3 separate regions of the Mus musculus genome follow, and regions 1 and 3 are each linked to region 2. Evidence: chromatin contacts called from public HiChIP or PLAC-seq data. All regions are on one chromosome and are shown on one strand. Each heading gives the region's core, a stretch centred on a gene start, on an enhancer-like site or on the middle of the called end of the contact. The rest is flanking DNA. Distances are from core to core; before and after follow the strand shown.

The links. HiChIP or PLAC-seq counts read pairs in DNA pulled down with a chosen protein or histone mark.
Region 1: a FOXA1 HiChIP or PLAC-seq map of pancreatic cancer cells shows a contact between it and region 2. The contact joins two enhancer-like sites. A contact is called at or near these places in 9 of 39 promoter capture datasets (the HPC-7 cell line, cranial neural crest, embryonic stem cells and 4 more) and 1 of 115 datasets of contacts at active chromatin or transcription factors (pancreatic cancer cells).
Region 3: a contact with region 2 is called in a FOXA1 HiChIP or PLAC-seq map of pancreatic cancer cells. The contact joins the promoter of Col6a3 here to the enhancer-like site in region 2. A contact is called at or near these places in 8 of 39 promoter capture datasets (the 3T3-L1 cell line, the C10 cell line, cranial neural crest and 3 more), 1 of 15 datasets of contacts at CTCF or cohesin (the NIH/3T3 cell line), 8 of 484 Hi-C or Micro-C datasets (the C2C12 cell line, the HL-1 cell line, liver and 3 more), 8 of 115 datasets of contacts at active chromatin or transcription factors (cardiomyocytes, a colorectal cancer cell line, craniofacial prominence and 5 more) and 3 of 9 other capture datasets (adipose tissue, liver and pancreatic islet).

Annotation. Positions count from the first base shown.
Region 1 is chr1:90,864,324-90,868,362 of GRCm38.p6, forward strand. No RefSeq gene overlaps it. Among named protein-coding and RNA genes, the nearest start is that of Col6a3, 22 kb to the left of the region's middle. Within about 2 kb of position 2,553, at least 17 of the 459 cell types and tissues checked have an H3K27ac peak or open chromatin away from gene starts, as enhancers often do. A contact at or near this core is called in pancreatic cancer cells, where this site is marked.
Region 2 is chr1:90,676,678-90,680,871 of GRCm38.p6, forward strand. Gm9991 (a long non-coding RNA gene) reads left to right here. Exons shown (of 3, transcript XR_878398.1): 3 at 2,216-2,978. Among named protein-coding and RNA genes, the nearest start is that of Gm9991, 4.3 kb to the left of the region's middle. Within about 2 kb of position 1,339, at least 26 of the 459 cell types and tissues checked have an H3K27ac peak or open chromatin away from gene starts, as enhancers often do. A contact at or near this core is called in the C2C12 cell line, the HL-1 cell line, embryonic fibroblasts and 2 more, where this site is marked.
Region 3 is chr1:90,841,797-90,845,774 of GRCm38.p6, forward strand. It overlaps Col6a3 (collagen, type VI, alpha 3), which reads right to left and starts at 2,175. Exons shown (of 44, transcript NM_001243008.1): 1 at 1,950-2,175.

The sequences.
Region 1 (4,039 bases), core at 1,303-3,802, 190 kb after region 2:
GTGAAACCTAAGATAGCCAAACAGAGCCTAGAAATAACCCTTATCTCCATGTCCAGTTATAGATGTCCCTTACATCCATCCACAGTTAACAAACTTGTTCAACAAGATAATTCAAAGGGGGAGATACTCCTTTTTTCAATTATTAATGTTGGGATAACTGGATAGCCACATCAAAAAAATCACTCAACTAAGTTAGATCTCTAACTCACATCAAATACAAAAATTAATTCAGAATGAGTAGAAGACCTAGTATGCAAAAGCTAAAAAGCTATAAAATTCTGAGGACAGAGATATCCACACAAAGTTTGCATAGCCTTAGATCAGCCAATATGACTTAAGTGTGACACACACCTGAAGACAAAAACAAAAGAAAAAAATATCAATTGGATTTCATTAGATTTCAAAGCTAGTATTCTTCAAAAAAAAATTTTTTAAATAAAGAAACCTTAGAAAGATATGGTGTGTGTGAAATGCATACATATGACAAGAAATTTGAACCAAAAATACATTAATAACTCTTACAGTTCAGTAACAAAAAGGCAACCCAATTTAAGAAATGTAAAAGGTACATGAACAGGCATTGCCCCAAAGAAGATAAGCCAATGGGCGACGGGTGCAGAAGGTTATGCTGTGGGAAGGCATCAGGGTAGCATAGCAACCCCCAGTGAGGTACCACTTCACAGACACTAGGTTGACTCAGATGCTAAGCACTGGTGAGATAGGAAAAGGTGGAACACATAACCCTGTGGTGAGAAGAGAAGACAGTGCACAAATTCAAAAGCTGGCTAGTGTTTCTTTAACCAACTAAGCGAGTTAACCACATTTCAGCAATCCCATTCCTACACACCCAAGAGACATGCACATAGAATGTGTGTGTGTCCAGCAGCTTGTACACCAATGTTCATAACAGTAGTATCACTAACAGCCAAAAGGTGGAAGCAACATAAATGTCCACCAGACAGTGAGTGAAGGTCCAGCAACACAGCTCAGCCAGTAAAGGTGATTGTGATCAATGCTAACAACCTGGGTTCAGTCTCAGGAACTCACATGGTGGAGAGAATCAACTCCCTCAGGTTGTCCTCTAGCCTCCACACATGTGCCATGGAAAATGTCTGTACAAAGTATCCTACTTACATCCCTGTTGCTGTGGTAAAACATTGACCAAAAGCAACTTAGGGGAGGAACGGGTTTATCCTTCTGGCGCACAGCCTATCTGTAAGGGAAGTCAGGGCAGGAACTCAAGGCAGAAGCCTGAAGGAGGAACTATAGAGGAACACTTACCATCCCAAACCTAGCCAAAGATCATCTCTCTAGGGAATGGTGCTGCCCACAGTGGACTGCCCTCTTCACATCAATTAATAATCAAAACAATCCTACGCAGACAACTTGATAAAGACAATCAATTATTGGCTTGAGATTCCTTTTTCAGGTGATCCTAGGCTATGGCAAGTTGACATTTAACTCTATTGAAGACACCACACACATTACAATATAAAAATTTTTAGTGATAAGCGCATAAACAAAATATGACAGTTATATGATAGTAACCATCTATAAGAAAGAGAATCCTATGACTTGGGTGGATTTTGAAAACCTCATGCCGAGCAAGCCAGCAAGCAGCGCTCCTCCATGACTACTGCTTCAGTTCCTGCCTCCAGCTTCCTGCCTTAGTTGCTGCCCTCACTTGCTTCAATGATGAACTATGATGTGAACATGTAAGCAAAATAAACCCTTTCTTCCCCAACCTCCCCTGAAAACCTCATGCTGAGTGATAGAAGCCAGGAACGAAAGGTTATACAGTGTAAGATACCATCTGTACTCATTGTCTGAGAAGGAAAATCCTTTGTCTGATAAGGGACAAACAAATGCATGGTCACATAGTACTAGAAGGCAGGGAAAGAGAATACAGTGAGATGGGATAGGTCAGAGAAATGAGAGGACACATGTCATGTGCATCACCTAGCAGTGGAGAAGCATGGAGGAGCTGCAAGACAGACACATGCATGCCCAAGAGAGGGCACATGCATGCCCAGGAGGGGGCACATGCATGCCTAGGAGAGGGCTCAGATATGACACCGGCCACCTACTCCTGAGTTCCCTTTATGGCCAAATGAGAATAACACCAATATGCTGGTTTCACAGGGTTACCATGAAGACCAATAAAGAGGAGTAAGTAGAAATGTTTTAAACACCATAGAGTGCTCTAGCAGACACAACTTATACAGAGCTTTGGGATGCCAGAGCCACTTGTGCTGTTTTTAGCCTAGAAGGGTTTCCACAGTTGCCTTGTTGGCACCTTGGACAATGCAAGTGCCTCTTGCCAGGGCAATGTCATGTCCATGTGGTGCTCCCAGGTGAAGTCTCTCTATGTACTGTGATGAGACCTTGCTCCTAAATAGGACATGATAGCCACGAGACATGACAGCCATGTCAACCCCAGATAATAAACAGAACTGCAGAGGTGAGCGCCCACAGAAAGGAATGGTGACAGGCATAAATGGTTCTGGAGAGAGGACCATCAGTAGCTGTGTGGGTGGATGACATAGCAATGAGTAACTGAGGAGAGCCAGGCTCACACATCCCACCCTCCTACTGTGGCCACAGACTGGGGGGGGGGGGGGCAGTGAGGCGTGCCCAACGGCCATTCATAGGAACTGGCACAAGAGTGTTCTGTTCCACCTGCCACCTCAGCCCTCCCTCAGGCACAGTAAATGAGATACTCAGTAAAGGCGTTAGTGAGAGCAGTCACTGATTCATGGTTTATAAGCACCGGTGAAGGGCTTTTTCCATTGGTTTCAGTTACGGATGGCCAAGAAGCTGTAAACAGCAAGTGTCACCATGGGTGAGCCTCCTCCTCACCTCAGCGTTTCCTCAACTCACCTCTCCAGACATGGGCAGGGTCACTGGGGACCTCAAAATTACCCCACCACTTCTCACCTGCACAGCTTGCATCTTTAGCTAGTACTTGGAAGGTACACAAGGCATGTGTCAAATCTGCTGCCAGGATTTTGAGAGATGGTGGGTAGACTGCAGCTCATTTCCTGGAGACACTGAAATGGATCACGTAAGAAGGCCTGTCTTTCCCGTGGTGGGATTGCCAGGCCATTAGCCTGGTTGTATCATTTCTTCATTCATTCATATAACCAAGCCATTCCTTCCTCCCACATACTAGACCCTGACAGGAATGAAAGATACAAATCCCAATGAAACACATGTGGTTCTCAGTGTGTGGGGAAAGCCTTTCAGACTCTTAGGACAGCCTCTATACCTGCTGTCACCTTCACTCTCCCAAGAAGATGAATCCCTCCTAGTACCCTGTACAGAGATGCCCACCAACTGTACTCACTCATGGGTACCAGTCCAGAAGAATCTCACTTGAAGGACCATTCTCACTAAGCTTAGAGCTATTGAGTCTGGCACATGTTACAGCTCTTCACTGTGGTTAATTTAAGACCAAGAGTTTGTGCAACCACACCACTATCTCCTACTACCCCCACGTTCCTCTTTCAGGCTAAGAGAACCCATCTCTCAGAAGCTTCAACAACGGATAGGAAAGCCCATCTTATCCCCTGTCTCAGAAGTCAGTAATTGAGCAATGGACACATGGCCCCAGAAAAGAGCCCAGCACCAAAGGCTGGCAGAAGTGGGGTGCAGAGCATCTTACTGTGTGCTCTAGAGCTTCTGGGCTGCACCCAATGTGAACCCCTTCCACACTCTCTACCCTCTCCTGTGGCTCACCCTCCTTACCATTGCCTCCCACTGGGTCAGTCATTGGCAAGAGAACCTGCTACTAGCTCTGTTTCCAGACCTAAGATAAAGTGGGCCAGAGGTCTGAACCAAATCCCAGATGCATACGTTGTCTGGCCAAGGTCTCCACCTTCCCAGGTTGCAGTGTTCTGTAGCATAAGCTTGATAGTAGCACTTGCCTGAAAGGGTGCTCCACAGACAGACTGAATATGGTACCACAGTAAAGTGGGTGGACCCACAAAGGTGTCTAAAGGTGCCACTCATTCTTCAAGACAGCGATGAGCAGGTAGTT
Region 2 (4,194 bases), core at 89-2,588:
CTCACAGCGTTGCCTTTGAGGAAAGGGTAACTGATTGCCCACAAACCCGGGGTAGCAGCCTCCCCCACCTGAAGTCTGGAAGGTTTGTCCTATCATTCACAGGCTCAGACAGGAAGTCCCCACCCCCAGCCCAGTCAGCTACTTCCACCTCAGTTCTCAGTTTCTGGCTCCCACCCACTGCCGCAGCCTGGAATTATCAGTGGGGTGTTCTGCCTCATACCCACCTGGCTCTTGTGTTTCTGGGGAGGACTGTACATGATGTCAGCATTCTGTAAGAAATCTGAGAGCAACACACAGCTGCTCTCTGGCCAGTTCAGTCAGGGACCCAAGGGGGTCTGGTGGCAAGCACAAACACCTCAAGGGGAAATCTCCAGGACAGAGGAAGGCCACTGAGAGACCCTTAGAGCAAACTCACCATCAAGTTCCCTTAGGAGTCAACTAACGTCTAATGAAATATGACATACAAGGGGGGATGGATAGGATATTCTAGAAATGGCTGTGAGTGGCTTAGATGTGGGGTGTGTTATTTCACTTTTCCTATCACTGAGACCAAATCCCTCTAAAGACCCTTTGAGGGAGTAGGATTTATCCTGGCTGGTGGTTTTAGAGGGTTCAGCCCATGGTTACTCTTCCCCATGAGTATGGGGAGAGCATCATCCTGGTGTCAGGAGTCTGTGAAAGGGGCTGCTACTCACCCCTTTGCCAACAGGAGGCAGGAAGGGGGTTGGTAAAGACACCAGAGAGAATATAGTCCCTAGAACCCACACCCAGGGACCTTCATCCAGCTAGATGCCACCTCCTTAAGTTTCCTCTAAAATTAGTGCTACCAGCTTGGGATGAGGTATTCAAAACATGAGCATAAGAGGTAAGTTTCATATTCAAACTCTAACATGAAGTGCTCCTCCAAAGGCTTCATCCCCAGGTGAGAGTGCTGCTGGGAATTGAAGGGATCATAAAGACTCGGGCTTCATCAATGATCTGATTCAGTGAGGACTCTGACTTCAACCTTACCAATGAATTACCCTACTAATGAGTTCATAACCTAAAGGGACTAGAAGGAGAGAGGGTTTGGTTGGAAGAGGTGAGTCACCAGGGGCATGTCTTTGAAAGGTCTATCTTGCCCCTGTTTCTGCTTCTTGGTTTCCCTGGGGTGAGCAGCATCCACCACACAGCTCCTCCCTCCATGGTTATGTTCTGCCTTATCACAGGTCCATAGCAATGGGGCCCACAAAACCTCTGAAGCCACAAACCCAAATCCTCCTTTTAAGGTATAGACATCAAGGATCCTGTCACAGTGCTGAAAGGCTGACTAATACATGAGTCCACTTCTGAGCCATTAACCCTGCTCCCTCAGAGCCAGTGCATGGGTGCTACCACCCACCCCTGGCATCTCAGGCACATCCCTGTTTCATTCTGACAGGACATGGTTCTTTCTTGAGGTGTCAGCTTCACGTTTGGACACTCTGGAGAGCCATATGCCTGAAGGGCTTTGTCTGAATCCTCACAGGTTGGATAGCATGCAGCTCCCTCAGTACGAATCTGTGCTGAGATGGAACCACATCTCTGAGCCCCAGGACATGTAGCTTTTGGAAACACAAAGAGGAGAATTATATATTGGGAGGGACCTGAAGTGCACTGGATCCTGATTCTACCCCTCTTTTCTATCCTTTTGTTTGTCTGTCTGACTTCCTGATTTCTGACACTGGGTGTGTTTTGGGTCCAGGACCTGGCTCCATACCAGGGCCTATTCTGTTTGATTCCTTGATTTTCTGTAATTTCTGCAATGAACTGCCACATTCTTGTTGGCTTAAAGTAACAAAGAGACTAGAAGTCTGAAATAAGTGGCAACCCACGATACAGACAGGCTTCCATCCCTCTGGACACTGCAGAGGAGAAGCCTCCCCCTCCTTCTCCAGCTTCTGGTGTTGACTTGGGCTTGGCTCACTTCCATCACTGCCTCCAGGGTCATGTGAGCTTCTCCCCATGTATGTCACATCTCCCGGTGCTCCTTTCATAAGGATGTGTATGACCATGTCTGAGCTCACCTGGATATTCCTGACCACCCTCCCCTGTTTCCAGCTAACATTTAGGGAGTTAGGGAAATAACATTTAGGGAGGAAAGCCACAGAGAAGATCATAATGCTAGCTCACCAGTTCCAGCTGTGGCATGGATGTCTGTGGAGATGGGAATTTATTATCTATCTTCCACCCCCAGATCTGAAGCTGACCCTTTGCATTCCTACTGAAATGCAGATAATTCCTAAGCCTTCCAGACACCAAGGTCAACCAAAAAGGCAGCATCCGGTCCTACTGCAGACCATGTCTTCTGCCTACATGTCAAGCTGCACGTGTCACCCAGCCCAGAGTACAAATGTCAGAGTATCACCGGAAGCCCTGGCAAGATGCTGCTTTCAGAGGAGGTTCTGATCATCTCCATGCTTTCCTGTATCTGAAAGCCTCTCACCATGTGTGTTACATTGCTAATGCAAAGGTACAGCAAAGACTCGAGGGAAAGAGAAAGAAACAAATAAAAACTATAACTCATTCCTAGTGCAGAGTCTGCTGCGCATAGGGAAGGCAATAGGAGTCACGCATTTGTGTCTCCAGATGGTGTCAAATGTACACAGGGAAGATGCATCTCCCTGGAGCAAGAGGTCTCAGTGCAGGTGGGGGGAGGCGGGGCCACTGATGGGAGTAGTGGGAACATCTGGACCCTTGGCTCCGTTGGCTTAGCCCCTTGACAGGAAATCAAATATTATAGAAAGGAAAAGGGTCGTGCCTGTGTCCCGGGTGTGAGAGACTTGCAGGACTACAGAGAAGGTTGTGGTCATCTCTGCTTGACAGCATTGCAGCTGTGCTGGACCGCACTTGAGAGTATCTTAGCTACCACAACAACAGGAAGTCATAGGAGCTCACATCTATCCTTCTCGGCATCCTTAAATGTGCTTTCTACTGTTCTGGGCAAACATTGAAGGACAATTCATGAAGAAAATGGAAAATTCTCCCCAAGGTGCCTGCTTCCTACCAAGATCACTCCTGAAAGCTTATGTGAACTTGGTTAAAATATTTGCTGTCTGGCTTATGAGATGGCTCAGAAAATAAAAGCTCTTGCTATGTAAGCCCGATTATCTGAATTCTATGCCTGGAACACACTATGGAAGGAGAGAACTGACTTCCAAAAGTTATCTTCTAAGCACCACACAAGTGCCATGGCATGTGTATGAGTGTGCACATGTGTGTGTGTGTGTGTGTGTGTGTGTGTGTGTGTGTGTGTGCATGATGCCCCATGGCAGCTGGAAGCAGATCCTATGTTCCATCGTAGAACCCAAAGAACACACCTGGAGGAATTTCATTCTTTCCTGAAGAATTCTGATTTTTTCCTTAGTGGATTTCAAAAACAAGTAAATCCAAGCATTGCATAACGTATCTAATTAACATGCAGAAGGGAGATCCTCAGTCATCCATCACTAGTCAGTGTTCTTAGAAGAAATTAAAGCAGGGTAGTAATCACTAGGAGGCAAGTAAATGGCTGTCATGTGACTGACCCTAGGGAGAGGTGATGAAATGTCTATTCATCCCAGACAGGGCACAGACAACACACTAAAGAACACATTCTACCCAAGTCTAGCTTAGTGAACCAGTTTATTGGGATTATTTATAGGAGCATAAGTGGCTCAAAGGCCACTCTATCACCAAGAAGCCCATTGCAAACATAGATGACAGTTCATAGAGGATGAGTTCCTGAAGCTCCCTGCATGGCTTTGAAGGTCACTGGGTCTGCCAGAGAGTCTTTTCTACTGAGCAGTTGTTACTGCTTGTATAACCCTGGGGGCAGGAGGGGGGGGTGCTGATGAATCCTGTAATCTCAGGAACTTCCTGGGACTTGTGAGTTGTTTACTTCCTGAACCTAATTATGTTTATTCCTTAAGTCTTCTTGAGCCTCTTCTGGAAGGCTCAGTGCTGAGAACATTGCTACAGCACTGGGGATTTCTTCCAGAAGGATTGCCTGATAACTGTTCCCAGGGGAAAGGCCCAGGATGGCAGCCTTTCAGGAAGCATCAAGCCATTAAAACAAATCAGAAACTGTTTTGCTAATTGTTTGAATAAGAATCCTCCATAATTCTCTGGAGCATCTGTGCTTTCCTAAGCTGGCTAGTCTTGCAACTCCAGTAGCTGAGGACTCAGCTGCCTTTG
Region 3 (3,978 bases), core at 925-3,424, 170 kb after region 2:
AAGGTAAGATACGCTCTTAGGCCAAAGGATACCTCAGTCACCCTCAAGGAAGGCACTGGGGCCACACCCTCTAGTTCCCAGACTGAAAAAATCCAGGAGAACCATTCTCTGTCACCCATCCTGACCATCTTCCCCACCCAGTGTCAGCTGAATGCCTTTCCTCTGCTGAGAGAGAGAGAGAGAGAGAGAGAGAGAGAGAGAGAGAGAGAGAGAATATTCCCTTTGTGACAATGTAAAGTTTTGCTTGATGAAAGATGCCCAGACATTGGACCACTGTCCCCAATCATAAATCTCTCTCAAAGAAGTTCTACACCCCATTCCTTCAGCCTCAGCAGAAACCCACAGCACAAAATTCAGGCTATTACTGTAAGCCCTCTGTGCCATCAAGCTGGCCTCCTGAGTGGAATCCCGCGTGGGCCTCCCTTCATTCCCCATGAGTTGTGTACCTTTGTGAAAACTGAGTCAAGTGTCCTATGGCTTTGAACAGATTGTAACAGATGAACAGTCTCCTCAGAGGGGATCAGTCTGTCAGCCCATCCCACATGGAGATCTAAAGGGTCCCCTACTGCTGGCTCATCAACTCCATGGCTCCATCAATGGGAAAGGATGCTACTGAAAGTCAGACACTCAGGTGGGCCCGGCCAGTAGTCCAGCATCTCAGAGCTTCTCTCTCTTCACCCATAAGCCAAGGATGACAGCACTGGAATCTTCTAGCCCAGAATCACCCAGGAAAGAAGTCAAAAAGTCCCAGTAGTGGAAGCTACAGCAATCAGTTGGTCCCATATTGTTTTTGTTAAAAGCAATATGATTTTTATTTTAAAGTCTTTTCCACATTTCAGCTTGCTCTGGGAAGCTGGGAACTGTCCTCAGGTCCCATGAATCCCCTTGAAGCTCTGAGACTCTGGGGTTTTCATCTGGAGTCAGCTCGGGGTAGGGAGAGAAATGACTTCTCTAGGGTGTAGTGTGCCCACTGGTGCTCATACAACTTGTTCTTGAAGTCCACACCAGTCCCTAAGTTTGCCTGGGCTTTTGTGAAATTCATTTTTCTTAGCCTTTCTCCAGTACTCCAATGAACCCTTCCCATTGGCCCCACCCTTGCATTGATCCCATGGTAGCTTGAAATAGATCCCCAAATGGGCTGGCAACCATCCAGGAACTCTCTTCCATCCTCAGTGAGAGAGGGCCTGAACCCCACCCAGCATCCTCATGGCCAGGGAATAGCCCTTGGGCCTCCCAACTTGGCACAGGCCTCTCATCTGGACAACCCACGGCAGCCCAGTCCCGAGCTTTGCCTTATCCACTGGGGAAGTTGCTCTAGTATCACATTGCGCATGCTTTAGGCCTGCAGTTCCCTTAAGCATCCTCAAAGGACAAATCCTACAACAGTGACTTCAGATACCTAAAATGATGAAGCAGCAGCCTTGATGGCCATGGCTAAGCAGCTCCGGCCCAGCCCTGCAACTGGCACCAGTATCTCTCCAAACTCGGAAGACAGCAGTTTGCCTGACCAGCCTCTCTGCACTTAAGAGTATACCCCTACCCATGACCCTTGGAGAACCCAAAGAGATGAGCTCTCTCTGGGGTCCACTCTGCAGGTTGCCCTATGCTCCCATCAGATGCCTCTGCAAACAAAGCAGCTGGTCTGGGGAAGGAGAAGCGACTTTTAACAAGCCAGCTGGAGGAGAGCACCAGTCAGAAGTGCATAGCATGCAGGCAGGGACACACAGGACACTCCCCGCAGCAGCAAACCTAGACACAATCGGACAATCCGTGACCTTCAGCAGGTTAAAGAAACCCTTGTGCCACAAAGGAAAGAAAGAGCAGCAGACTCCTAAAGTATGTCCAGAAAACTGAGTGACGGGGTGATCGTAAGAGCCACTAACTCACTTCTGATTGAAGTGTTTCCCTCATGCCACAGAGGAAACGAATAAGCAAAAACTCACACTTACCCTGAGCGGACCTGAAGACGCGTGTCCCTGGGCTTCTAAACTCAATCACGCTTCACCAGGATGCATAGTGTTCTCTCTTGCTAAGTCTCCTTTTCTTCCTGCAACCCTTCTCCACCAAGGAACAGAGGATCCAGGATCAGAAGACACAGTCTCCTCTTGCAATCCTCGCTGGAAGCTGGAGCCTAGAGAACTGAGCAGCCTTTGGGGAAAGGCTGAACTCCAAACTGGACAGGGTCCAGGGGTACAGTCAGGGCTTCCTCCTGCTCCTCCTCTCGCTCCCGCCTCTCTCTCCCTCCTCCCCTGCCTTCTTCTCCTCCTCCTTCTCCTTCCTTCCTCCAAACCCCTCTTCTCCCCTCCCTGCCATAGGACAGACCCAAACTGTAAATGAAAACCAGACCTGGGGCTCTGTTGCTTCTGGCCTGCTCTGCAAGCTGATGTCACCTATGAAGGCCGTCTTTGCCTTACAAGCATTTAGCTGGACTCCTGCAAACTCCAGCTCTAAGAAGGGGGGTGGGGGGAGGAAATGGACCATGAGCTAGAAGGAATTAGATTTTTCAGTCATTGGTTACTGAGGTAAGACTAAAGTGTGGTAAAGATGAGACCCGAAAGAGTCGGGGAAACAGCTTTAGCCCCATGGTTCTTGACCTTTCTAGGGCTGCGACTCTTTAATGCATGCTGTGCTGACCCCCAACCATAAAATTACTTCATTGCCACTTCATACCTGCAATTTTGCTACTGTCACGAATCATAATGTTATGAATTGGATATTCGACCCCCATCAGGGTCACAACCCACAGACTGACTGCCAGAGGCCATAAAATGTTTAATGCCTGAGCAAGAGGACCTGAGGTCTGTCCCCAAAATACACATTAGAAATTTAAAAAAAGAAAAAGCCAATGTGGTGTCAAACCATCACTGGGAAGGCAGAGAAAGGCAGATCCCTGGGTCTTACTGTCAGTGAATTTAGCTGAATCAGTAAGTACCAAATAAAGACAGAGAGAACCTATCTCAACAAGAAAGAAGGAAGGGAAGGAGGGAGAGAAGGAGAGAGGAAGGGAAAGAAGAACAGAGAAGAGGAGAGGAGAAGCGAGGAGAGGAGAGGAGAGGAGAGGAGAGGAGAGGAGAGGAGAGGAGAGGAGAGGAGAAAGATGGAGGGGCTGAAGAGATGGCTCAGTGGCTGCTCTTGCAGAGGACCTAGGTTCAGTTCCCAGTACCCACATGGGAGCTCACAACCATCTAGGTCCAGGGGATCTGACACCCCCATCAGACCTCCAAGCCCACAAGGCACATACGGTATACAGACATAAATGCAGACAAAGCACTCATACACATAAAGTAAAAAAAATTAAATAGTTTAAATGCACTTCAATAGCTACAAAAAAATTAATGAATTTGCCACTTCTACCCATCACCTTTTAGGCCAGGCCTCTGCAGGAAAAAGAATGAGTTTTGGAATTTCTCCGTGGGTATCCATGGTTTTCAACCACCATCAGAAAGAAAAACAGGAAATGCAATCTCCCCCCCTCCACCCTCACCACACCCTCCCATTTCTTCTTGAAGTTTCTGAACTGAGACCTCGCTTAATAATCTCTCTTTTCAAATATCAAACCCAGCAATTAGCGTCGTCTCCTTGGCTTGCCGCTAACCAGAGTTCTGTTTGCCAGCGCGAAAGGCAAGAGGGCAAGAGTTCTATACATAATGATCCTGATTGTGAGGTCTCCTTCTGGGCGCACACTGGGGTGGGGGCGGTTTTCTGGCTCAGACTCCTACAGAAACTCTCCAGTGGGAACACGGGTTTCTACAGAGCTTTGTACCTTTCAAAGCACTTTAAAGTACATCTCTCAAAAACCTCAAGGACCTCCCCAACCTGAAACCCTTTCATACTGGAAAGAGGGGTACACTTGGGTGCCAGAGAAGAACACGGGTTCCTGCTGTGTCCTTCTCTACTTTATTCCCTTGAGACAGGCCTCTCACTGAACCTGGAGCTCAGCTGTCAGCTGCCAAGCTTTGGCAATCCAATCCTGTCTCT